3 separate regions of the Sus scrofa genome follow, and all the other regions are linked to region 2. A link is a contact called in public HiChIP or PLAC-seq and promoter capture Hi-C data. All regions are on one chromosome and are shown on one strand. Each heading gives the region's core, a stretch centred on a gene start, on an enhancer-like site or on the middle of the called end of the contact. The rest is flanking DNA. Distances are from core to core; before and after follow the strand shown. Region 1 has its middle 50 kb from the start of NEUROD1. Region 2 overlaps ITGA4 (integrin alpha-4). Region 3 overlaps LOC110257027 (a long non-coding RNA gene).

The links. Promoter capture Hi-C pulls out the DNA fragments that hold promoters and counts their contacts. HiChIP or PLAC-seq counts read pairs in DNA pulled down with a chosen protein or histone mark.
Region 1: a contact with region 2 is called in an H3K27ac HiChIP or PLAC-seq map of alveolar macrophages. The contact joins two enhancer-like sites. A contact is called at or near these places in 1 of 47 Hi-C or Micro-C datasets (embryonic fibroblasts) and 1 of 2 datasets of contacts at active chromatin or transcription factors (alveolar macrophages).
Region 3: a promoter capture Hi-C map of fetal liver shows a contact between it and region 2, with 5 times the contacts expected there. The contact joins two enhancer-like sites. A contact is called at or near these places in 1 of 5 promoter capture datasets (fetal liver), 1 of 47 Hi-C or Micro-C datasets (blood) and 1 of 2 datasets of contacts at active chromatin or transcription factors (alveolar macrophages).

Annotation. Positions count from the first base shown.
Region 1 is chr15:87,228,064-87,230,883 of Sscrofa11.1, reverse strand. No RefSeq gene overlaps it. Among named protein-coding and RNA genes, the nearest start is that of NEUROD1, 50 kb to the right of the region's middle. Within about 2 kb of position 1,568, at least 10 of the 83 cell types and tissues checked have an H3K27ac peak or open chromatin away from gene starts, as enhancers often do. A contact at or near this core is called in alveolar macrophages, where this site is marked.
Region 2 is chr15:86,946,145-86,949,082 of Sscrofa11.1, reverse strand. It overlaps ITGA4 (integrin alpha-4), which reads right to left. Exons shown (of 27, transcript XM_013982231.2): 1 at 1,396-2,938; 2 at 956-1,077. The coding sequence starts at 1,592. Among named protein-coding and RNA genes, the nearest start is that of ITGA4, 5.5 kb to the right of the region's middle. Within about 2 kb of position 1,517, at least 40 of the 83 cell types and tissues checked have an H3K27ac peak or open chromatin away from gene starts, as enhancers often do. A contact at or near this core is called in alveolar macrophages and fetal liver, where this site is marked.
Region 3 is chr15:86,638,758-86,641,573 of Sscrofa11.1, reverse strand. The region is part of intron 1 of LOC110257027 (a long non-coding RNA gene); the gene reads right to left. Among named protein-coding and RNA genes, the nearest start is that of UBE2E3, 170 kb to the right of the region's middle. Within about 2 kb of position 1,328, at least 13 of the 83 cell types and tissues checked have an H3K27ac peak or open chromatin away from gene starts, as enhancers often do. A contact at or near this core is called in fetal liver, where this site is marked.

The DNA.
Region 1 (2,820 bases), core at 319-2,818, 280 kb before region 2:
GGTATGTGGCTCAACAAATGTTATGCAAAAATATGCATATAAATTCTTGTACAGAATGAGATTGTACTCTAGTAGCCTAATTAATTGCATGTATAAATTGAATTAAAACACTGAGAGGTATTGCATAAAAAAATAGAAAAATAGAAACTTCTCCTAAATCCAGAAAAAAATAGAAATAATTCTTACCTGCGATGTTTAAAACATTTATTCATTCATGTATCAAGTGTATCTTGATTTCCAACAGTGTTCCAGGTATGGTGCTAAGTTCTAGGGATAACAACATATCCTAGAAATTGTTCTCCCAGAAGGGAGAGTATCATTGATAGAAGGAACTCAAAACTGCGAGGCTGAAGGAGGTATGAATTGAAGAAGAATGAAAAATTAGATTCCTTTCTAAGAAATAATGTAAAGTCATTTCAGTATATAGACTAAAGTATCTGACTGCACCCTTATGAGCTATTCCTGGAAATGCTGTTTTCATTCTTAGGCTAAGCATCATAAACTGAAAACCAACCAAACAAAAATGACTAAGGCGATGATGAGTTTGAATGACTAATGGGAGAAATTTAAGGGAAGCTAAATATGAGCCATCTGACTCTATAGACTAAATGAGGTCTAAAAATAGAACACTGATGAGGGGGTTGGCATTGTTTTCCAGAGCCATAGAGATAACCATGGGAGTGAGCAGTAAGAGGAGTTAGGAAAACATACACAGTATCAGAAAAAAACTTCCTGTCAGAGAACACCATTAGCTTAATACCATCACTCCGGGGAAGATGTCAGACTTTCCACTTGTTGATCTGTTGGGAACCCACTGACTGAAACTCTGGGGTGTATATTTTGTATTGTTAGTTACCTAGGACAATGGACTGGTGACACCTCTTGGCCTCTGATCTACACTGTGCCAATGCTAAGGAGAGGAGTGAAAAATCACACAGAGAAGGGGTCAAGGGAAATCAAGCATGTTCTTACTGTAATGTGGACACAGATGATGGAATTTTTTAAAATAACATACTACCCAATTAACTGCCCCCCCCCATTCACATGTTCTTTCTCTCCCATTTGGGAGACAACTGAATTCTAGCCCTTAATGCCATTAACTAGACATAATACAGACATGTTGTTTAAAACAAGAAGAAAAAGAAGTCACACTTGCCATGTAAAACAATTCAAATTCCTGGTTCTCTTTCTCCTGTCCTGAAATAAGGAAATAATGCAGAAAAAGTCACCTGGCCTAAGTGAGTTAGTTCAAGAGCACTCCGTCTGTCGGATTTTCTCAGACTTGTCCTCAGCCTCAAGTTCTGTGACAGTGACTTCCACAGAATCAAAATGTCTCCTGATCTTGTCGGATAGGTAAAAACTCTCAATCAGCCCATACTTGCCTCTAATCTAACCATGGCAGAGAGGCATAGACATTAATTATCTTCTGTTGCATTTTTTAAAGGGCAGGAAACAAAAAAAGCTCTGTTGCTTCAACAACTGCCCTTTGGTTCTATGACTAGGCACCTTTGCTTGGCTTCCATTCTCAGCCTTGGGATTAGAGCCCAGTTGTGTTATTCTCATAACTTCTGCTTTGTGGTTTGGACCTTGGCTCTTTTTGTTGCTTATGTGACTTCCGACTTTAACCATCTGCCTTGTTCCTAGATTGACAACTGGCTCCACTTGTTTTTGGTTTCCTGATATGTTTTCCCCTCTCCTAGACTATGACCCTGATGTTTATTCATGGAACTTTTCCCTCATCTTTGTTTTGATTTGTGGGGTAATTAAAAAAAAAATCGTTTCATGCTTAATCTGATCAGCTCTGCTGGAAAAACATCTCTTTCTGGTTTTCAGACCTGTACCTCAGTATTTATCATGTGAAAACCCCATATTTATTTCTTCATTCTAAGTGTAAAGGAATCATTATGATAACAATAATATCTTTGTGGAAGTAACATAAAATAGTTTAAATTATCCTTTAAGCCATATGCTATTAGTTACTATTAGTCACTTTTATAAGTAAAGGGCTTTTTTTTTTCTTTTACTACTTATACTTTTTTTTTTTTCAAAGAATTGAGGTAGTGGGATTTTTTGGTTTACTGTGAGCGGTGGTTAGAAATATAGGTTCTAGAATAACCATGTAACTGATATATCCAATTGGTTTACTACAGCATTACCCAGCATAACTTATTATGTATACTCTATAATTTTCTTGCATAAGTAAATTATTGTTATTTCTTTTAAGTAAAGCTACATTCGCATTTTTCCTCCCTCCATAATTTAGAAATTTTGATCAACAGACAGGTAAATAAATGGTCTTTCTTGATGAGTTATAATTAAAGTAACAAACATTTACTTATGTCAGGAAATAGATTGCCTTAAAGTATACCTATGAATATGCCTCAAGAGGACTCATGTGACTTCAATAGCAGAAAGTACTTATAATAGAAAATTGCAATTCTAAACTCTGGTGAGGTACAACCTCTATGGCTCCCACATTTACTAAAACTATCCCACGGCCTATAGAAATTCTCTGGATTTTAGAAATATCAATTAATTCTACTCCTTTTCAGCTGCTTCCAAAGAGCAAGTTGACAAGAACAGCATTAGTTAACATGATTGCCTAATTTCTTCTTGGTAATCTGCCGTAATTGTCAGAGCATATGACTAGGGTACAGAAGCTGTAATGACTTGTCAATCCATGTATGCTCTCCCTACCCCCATAAATTTGTGACATAGGTTTCCAGACCATGTGGACTTTGGAATTCTACATAATCCAGCAATTTTGCACCCAGGGTATGAACCATAGATCAGAGGTCAGCCTAATCATTTGGAACTTCA
Region 2 (2,938 bases), core at 268-2,767:
ATTTTCATTTAATTTTATTTGCGCTGAAGATGTATACATGATAGGAAAGGGCTTAGACTTTGGACACAAGTAGACCTGACTTTGACTTGGGGTCCCATCTTCTACTTGCTAGCTAAGTAATTCTAGAAAAAGTCCTTGCAACTCTCTGAGTCAGAGTCCTCATGGGTAAAATAAGAACAATGCCACTTTTCAGAAAATAAGCAACATACATAGCAGTTCTTAACAATATTTAGAACAAGATATAGTCTGAATTAATATTAGTTCCCCTTTCTTCTCCCATGTGTCTGTGCAAAGCAAATCTGCTTTTGGATTTGAAACACGAACTTTCTCCCCTCCCTCATCAGAATGCATTTTTCAAGTCATCACAAACCTAAGAAGAGACATTAATAAATGACGTAAAATAGAGGTATCTACGTAACATCAGTTTTTGGAGAGAAAAAATAATAATTATACGTTAAGCTTTATTTTAAGTATATTAACAATGGAGATGCCACTTTTTGCTTGTGTTCTTTTAGATTTCACATTCAAAGTAAAACTATATCATTTTCTTTTTTAGAAAGCTCTTGGGCTAAATGACAGGATAGGGAATCAATTCCAATTGCTAATCCTTATCTATTCCTTAGCCTGTTCTTTAATAAGGCTGATATGTCAAAGATGGAAATAAAATTTTCAAGTCTTGGCTTAGCTGGATCCTGTCCTTAATGTGCTGAGAGACTTGAAAATGTGTTTTACAAATGCGGGAAGAAAGGGAGAGGTGAAAAGAAGGTTTCATAAAAAAACTTTTCCTTCACATAGTTTTGTCAGAGAACTGCAATCATTGTCACGAGTGAAGTTAGTGAAAATCATTCACTTGGAGAATAGGCAACAGGAGTTCTTCCAGGACTTGTGCTTCCTTGGGTATGTGGGGATGGGGGTGGGGAGGGGTCACTAGCTTCTGGTCGCAGACTCAACTCACCCAGCTGAAGCTGTTCGCAGTTCCGCTCCGGATTCTTTCCGATTCTGCATCTATAAATCGCCCCAGGGTTGACCACCGAAGTATTAGCTTGCCAGCTGGCGGTGGGCGCCCCGACTACCAGCCTAAAAAGAGAATTGTGCACGTGCGCGCAGACGTGAGCGGTGCTGCCCATTGAACTCCAGGTCTCTACAGACGTGCAGCTGGCAGCAGGGCCGCTCTCCCCACCTCCTCCTCCGCCCGCCCACCACCCCAAACTCCAGAACGCACACTGGGTGCTGCCACCTCAAGACAAATTAGTTTCCCGGGCACTTCTCTCGCGAGCTGGCCGTCTCTGCGTCCCCCTCCTTCCTCCTCCACAGGGAGGAAAGTTTCAACCCGCAGGGAATCCCTGAGGCGTCTTTTGCTCGCGGCTTTGAGTTACCGAGACCGACCCCACTCACCATCGGTTTGCCCCGTGGCTGTGCAGCACCACCGAGTAGCCGAACAAGGTTTTGGAGGGGCCCTTGTAGAGCAGCGGGCTCTCGGTATCCACGTTGTAGGCGCGCCCAGTCGGGACTCCCAAGAACAACAGTAGCATCACTGCTTTCGAGACGGCTGCCCTTCGGGGGCCAGGCCCGCGCCTCGATTGTACAGCCATGCGCTTGCGGAAAGGAACATTCAACACCAAACGACCATGGTCTATCTCAAAGTTGCGCGGGATGCGACGGTCAGCCAAGGGGAAGAGCGCCCCAAGAGAAGAGGCTCAGCGTGTCCGGCGCCGGCGGGCAGGCGGGAGGGAAGAAGGGAGGGAGGGACAGAAGGAGGGAGGGGAAGTCGGGCCGCAGCGGGCGGAGCGATCAGAGGTGGCCCGGGATGCTGCGCGCTTGCCGGGCCCCACGCCCTGTTTCTGGAGCCGAGGAGGTGAGGTACTCCCGAGGTCTGGGGCGCGGGCCGCTGGGTGGGGTCCCGGGCGTGGTGCAGAGGCGCAGTACCTAGCGCCGTTTCCCCCATCGCGCGGCTGTAGGGGGCGCTGGGGGACCTTAGCTGCGCAGGACGCGCGCCAGACTGGGGCCACCTAGTCCAAGCTGAGCGCGGGATGACGCCTGGCTCCTGGGACTTTGCAAGAGTAGGGCGAGAAGGGGCCCCGGGCTTCGCCTTTTAACTGTGGTTGGGGCCTAGATGCGTAGCGACGAGGTTCCAATCAGCCTCGAGAGCCCCACTATGAGGCTCCTCGACCTGCCCCGCCTGGCCTGGCCAGTTGCAAACTCGGGCACCGGGATGGACTGCGGTGGGGATTCATCCTGATCTTTCGTTGGTTAAGCGCTATATTTGATTTGGGGGCCATAAGGAACCACTAGAAAAATCAATCAGGGAGACACAAATTAAAAACAAACAAAAGGCACTCCCTGAAGGCACCTGAGAAATATTTTGGTGACAAAGACGTTTTGGTATTCACTTTGAGACTCAGAGCCCTGCACCCCTCTATGCCCACTTCCTTCCTCCCCGCACTTCCTCTTAAGTCCCAGCCTATTGCTTGAAGAGCAGTGGCTAGGGCTGAACAAGAGGGGCGGGTGTTTTAAGGCTATTGCTAAGTCCAAGGGCTGGATTAAGGAAGCGCTGTGACTTGCCTCGTTTCAAAAGATTCCTCTGTTGGGACTCTTGACGCTCCCCATTTCCACACATCCACCCAGTTGCCACCGGATGCACCTGCCATCAGGGCTCAGACCCAGTTGAGGTCAAGAGACACACACCACAATGAGCCTATGAAAAAGCGCTGAGGACCCACAGCACAACACACCTGAACTGGGCTTGATTCTCATCCTAATTAATCCATGGTGTGCTTCAGGTTTCTTTCTAGAGCAACCAGCCACAGCCATAAATGATTAGGATGGTATTTGTAGGCAATGCAGGTCCAAGTTAATATATTATTACTCTATGGTAAAAAAACATAAGAAAACGTGCTCATCACATAGTGTCTGTGCACATTAAAACAACTGAAATAGC
Region 3 (2,816 bases), core at 79-2,578, 310 kb after region 2:
TTGGCAAAACACAGACTGTTGATCTTCTACTCGCTAGACAAAACAAAAAGATGTTAATGATATTTTATTTTATTTTGTATTTTTAGGGCTGCACTCGCGGCAGATGGAGGTTCCCAGGCTAGGGGTTGAATTGGAGCTGTAGCCGCTGGTGTATCACAGTCACAGCAATGCTAGATCCAAGTCACAACTGCAACCTATGCCCACAGCTCAGGAAAGCTGGATCCTTAACCCACTGAGCAAGGCCAGGGATCGAACCTGTATCCTCATGGATACTAGTCAGTTTCATTTCCACTGAGCCACTCTGGGAACTCCAAATGATGTTATTTTAAATAAGGCAGTATAAGAGCTGGGTTCTAGAGTCTGCAAACTTCTCAGATCCACCTACTAGTTCTGTGGCCTCAGGTCAGTTATTGTTTCAGTTCCTTCACTCACTGAAAGCAGATAGTGGTAGTATCAGTGGTCCAGAAAACTTGTGGATAGAAATGAGTTAGCACAGGTTTAGAGCTTAGTACACAATATGACACATAGTAAGAACGCAATACATGTTTGTTGTTACAATATGATTAGATAGTTCCTCATATGAGCATTGCAGACACGCAAAATCTATGTGAGCCTTGCTTTCAAATGCAGCTGGTGCATCTCACCAAAAAAAAAAAAAAAGGTAATAAAGAAAAGCTCTAATACGTCTGAATATCTTTATTTTTCTAGTTTTACACAGTCACAATAAAGTTAGTCAAGGGTTTAGTCCAAATTCTGGCCAGGTGCTTTATTTCTTCATTCATTCATTTAAAAGAAAGAAAAGAAAAGAAAAAATACTTATGGAACCCCTATTATATCCAGGCATATATTTGGTAGTGAGATACAATTTCAAAAAAAAAAAGAATTATAACCTCTGTCTTCATGTTTTAAGGATGACAAATATTAATCAAATTATTAAACAATGAATGTAAAATTACAACTACAAAAAGAGGTGTATAAAGGAGAAAAACCTGGTGCTTATGGGAGGATAACTTTAAAAGGAAATGAACAAATTGTGTTGGTGAGGGAAGCTTCCCTGAGGAAGTGAACATTGAATTGGTATCAGAAGAATGAGAGGAATTACCAGGACAAGAACAGTGAGCTACTCGTTGAGCTACTCAGCTCCAAGAACAAAGATCTATGTGTAGGTAGGAGGGAACTTGGCCCCTTTGACGACCTGAAGGAAGGCAAGTGAAATGGGAGCTCAGAGAAGAAGCATGGATGAGGTGAAGCTGATGAGTCAGCCAAACCCTGCAAGCCCTGATAAGAGTTTGTTTTCTTATCCTAAGAACAGAGGAAAACCACTGAAGAATTTTAAGCCTGGTATGTTGTCGGTGTTGAGGAGAGGAAGAAGTTGATATGATCCAATGTGAATTCTGTGTGTGAAGAAGAGTTTTAGAGGGGGTCAGACAACTTGTGGAGAAACTAATTAGGAGACTGTTGTCTGGGTTCAAGAAAGATAATGTGGAAGCCTAGATTAGGGCAGTTGAGCTAGAAACATTTGCAAGTGATAGACAGAGAAGAGCTTTGTTTTCCATAAAATATGCATTCTTGTCTTTCACCGCCCAAGCACGTTTTTTTTGTGTGTGTGAAGGTATTTTCCTTTTGGACTGTTCTAGAGAAGCCAAGTAAAGCTAATGGTAGGTGTAGGGCTTCCATACACATTTGAATTCAATGAGGGGAGAAATGCCAATTTCTAAATTATCAGCATCATCTCCCTCTAGGTGAAAGAACTTGTTCAGTTTTACCATAAACATGCAACACTGAAAATGAACCAAAGTAAATAATTTCTATTGAAACATTTTTACTACAAAAATGCTATAAGTAAACAATCATTTATTATTTTTAGTTATTTATTTTCCACTATACAGCATGGGGACCAAGTTACACATACATGTATACATATTTCTTCCTCCCACTGTTGTGTACAATCATTTATTTTTAAAAACATACATTAAGAGCAGAAATACTTTTGAATTCACGTTGAAAAAAACTAAACACACCCAGGAAAGGAAGAAAGTCATAAGAAACAGATCAAATAGTAATTCTAAAATAACCATTGGCATTGTCTTTGGAATCTAAAGAAGACCCGCTTACAGCCTTAAGAAGTTTCTTCCATATTTTGGCCACTAAGCAAAAATGCTTTGTATGTAAAAAAAAATGTATGTAAAAAAAAAAATGTATGTAAAAAAAAATGCTTTGTATGTAAAAGTGCAGTAGCCAAGGCAGCTTCCTAGTACCTCAGAGCAAATGAATGAATGCAGACACACACACAAGGGCACTTAAATACACTGAAATACATTGAGCTCACATTATCTCAAAGGATTAAGACACAAAACCAAAAATACAGCACAAAACTCAACTTCATTTTGCAAAACAGATATGCAGAAACATCCATTACAATGTTCTCTAAGATAAATTGTCTTTTTCAACTAAAAGAAGAAAAAAAAGGAAACCATTGGCAGCCTAGTTCTCCCAGAGCAGAAGTGAGACATTAATTTAGATCACTGGGCACACTGAGAAGTTACTGCACCGCAGGGATTTCCAATTACATAATGCAGAATCAGAACTGTGTCTGGGTGTCACTTGGCTGCCAGCATCCATGGGTGAGCTGTATAACACTCCTCTGTCATGTAGCTCATGTGAGAAAAGAATTCTGCTGTTCTGAGAAATGGCCCTCATCTTGGAGACCTTCCCAGTTACACAAGAGAGTGTAATTTCCACATTATCCCCAGGCATACTGTCTAGGATGATAAGTCTATGATAGCTTTATGTGTAAATTATACATACTGTTCTAC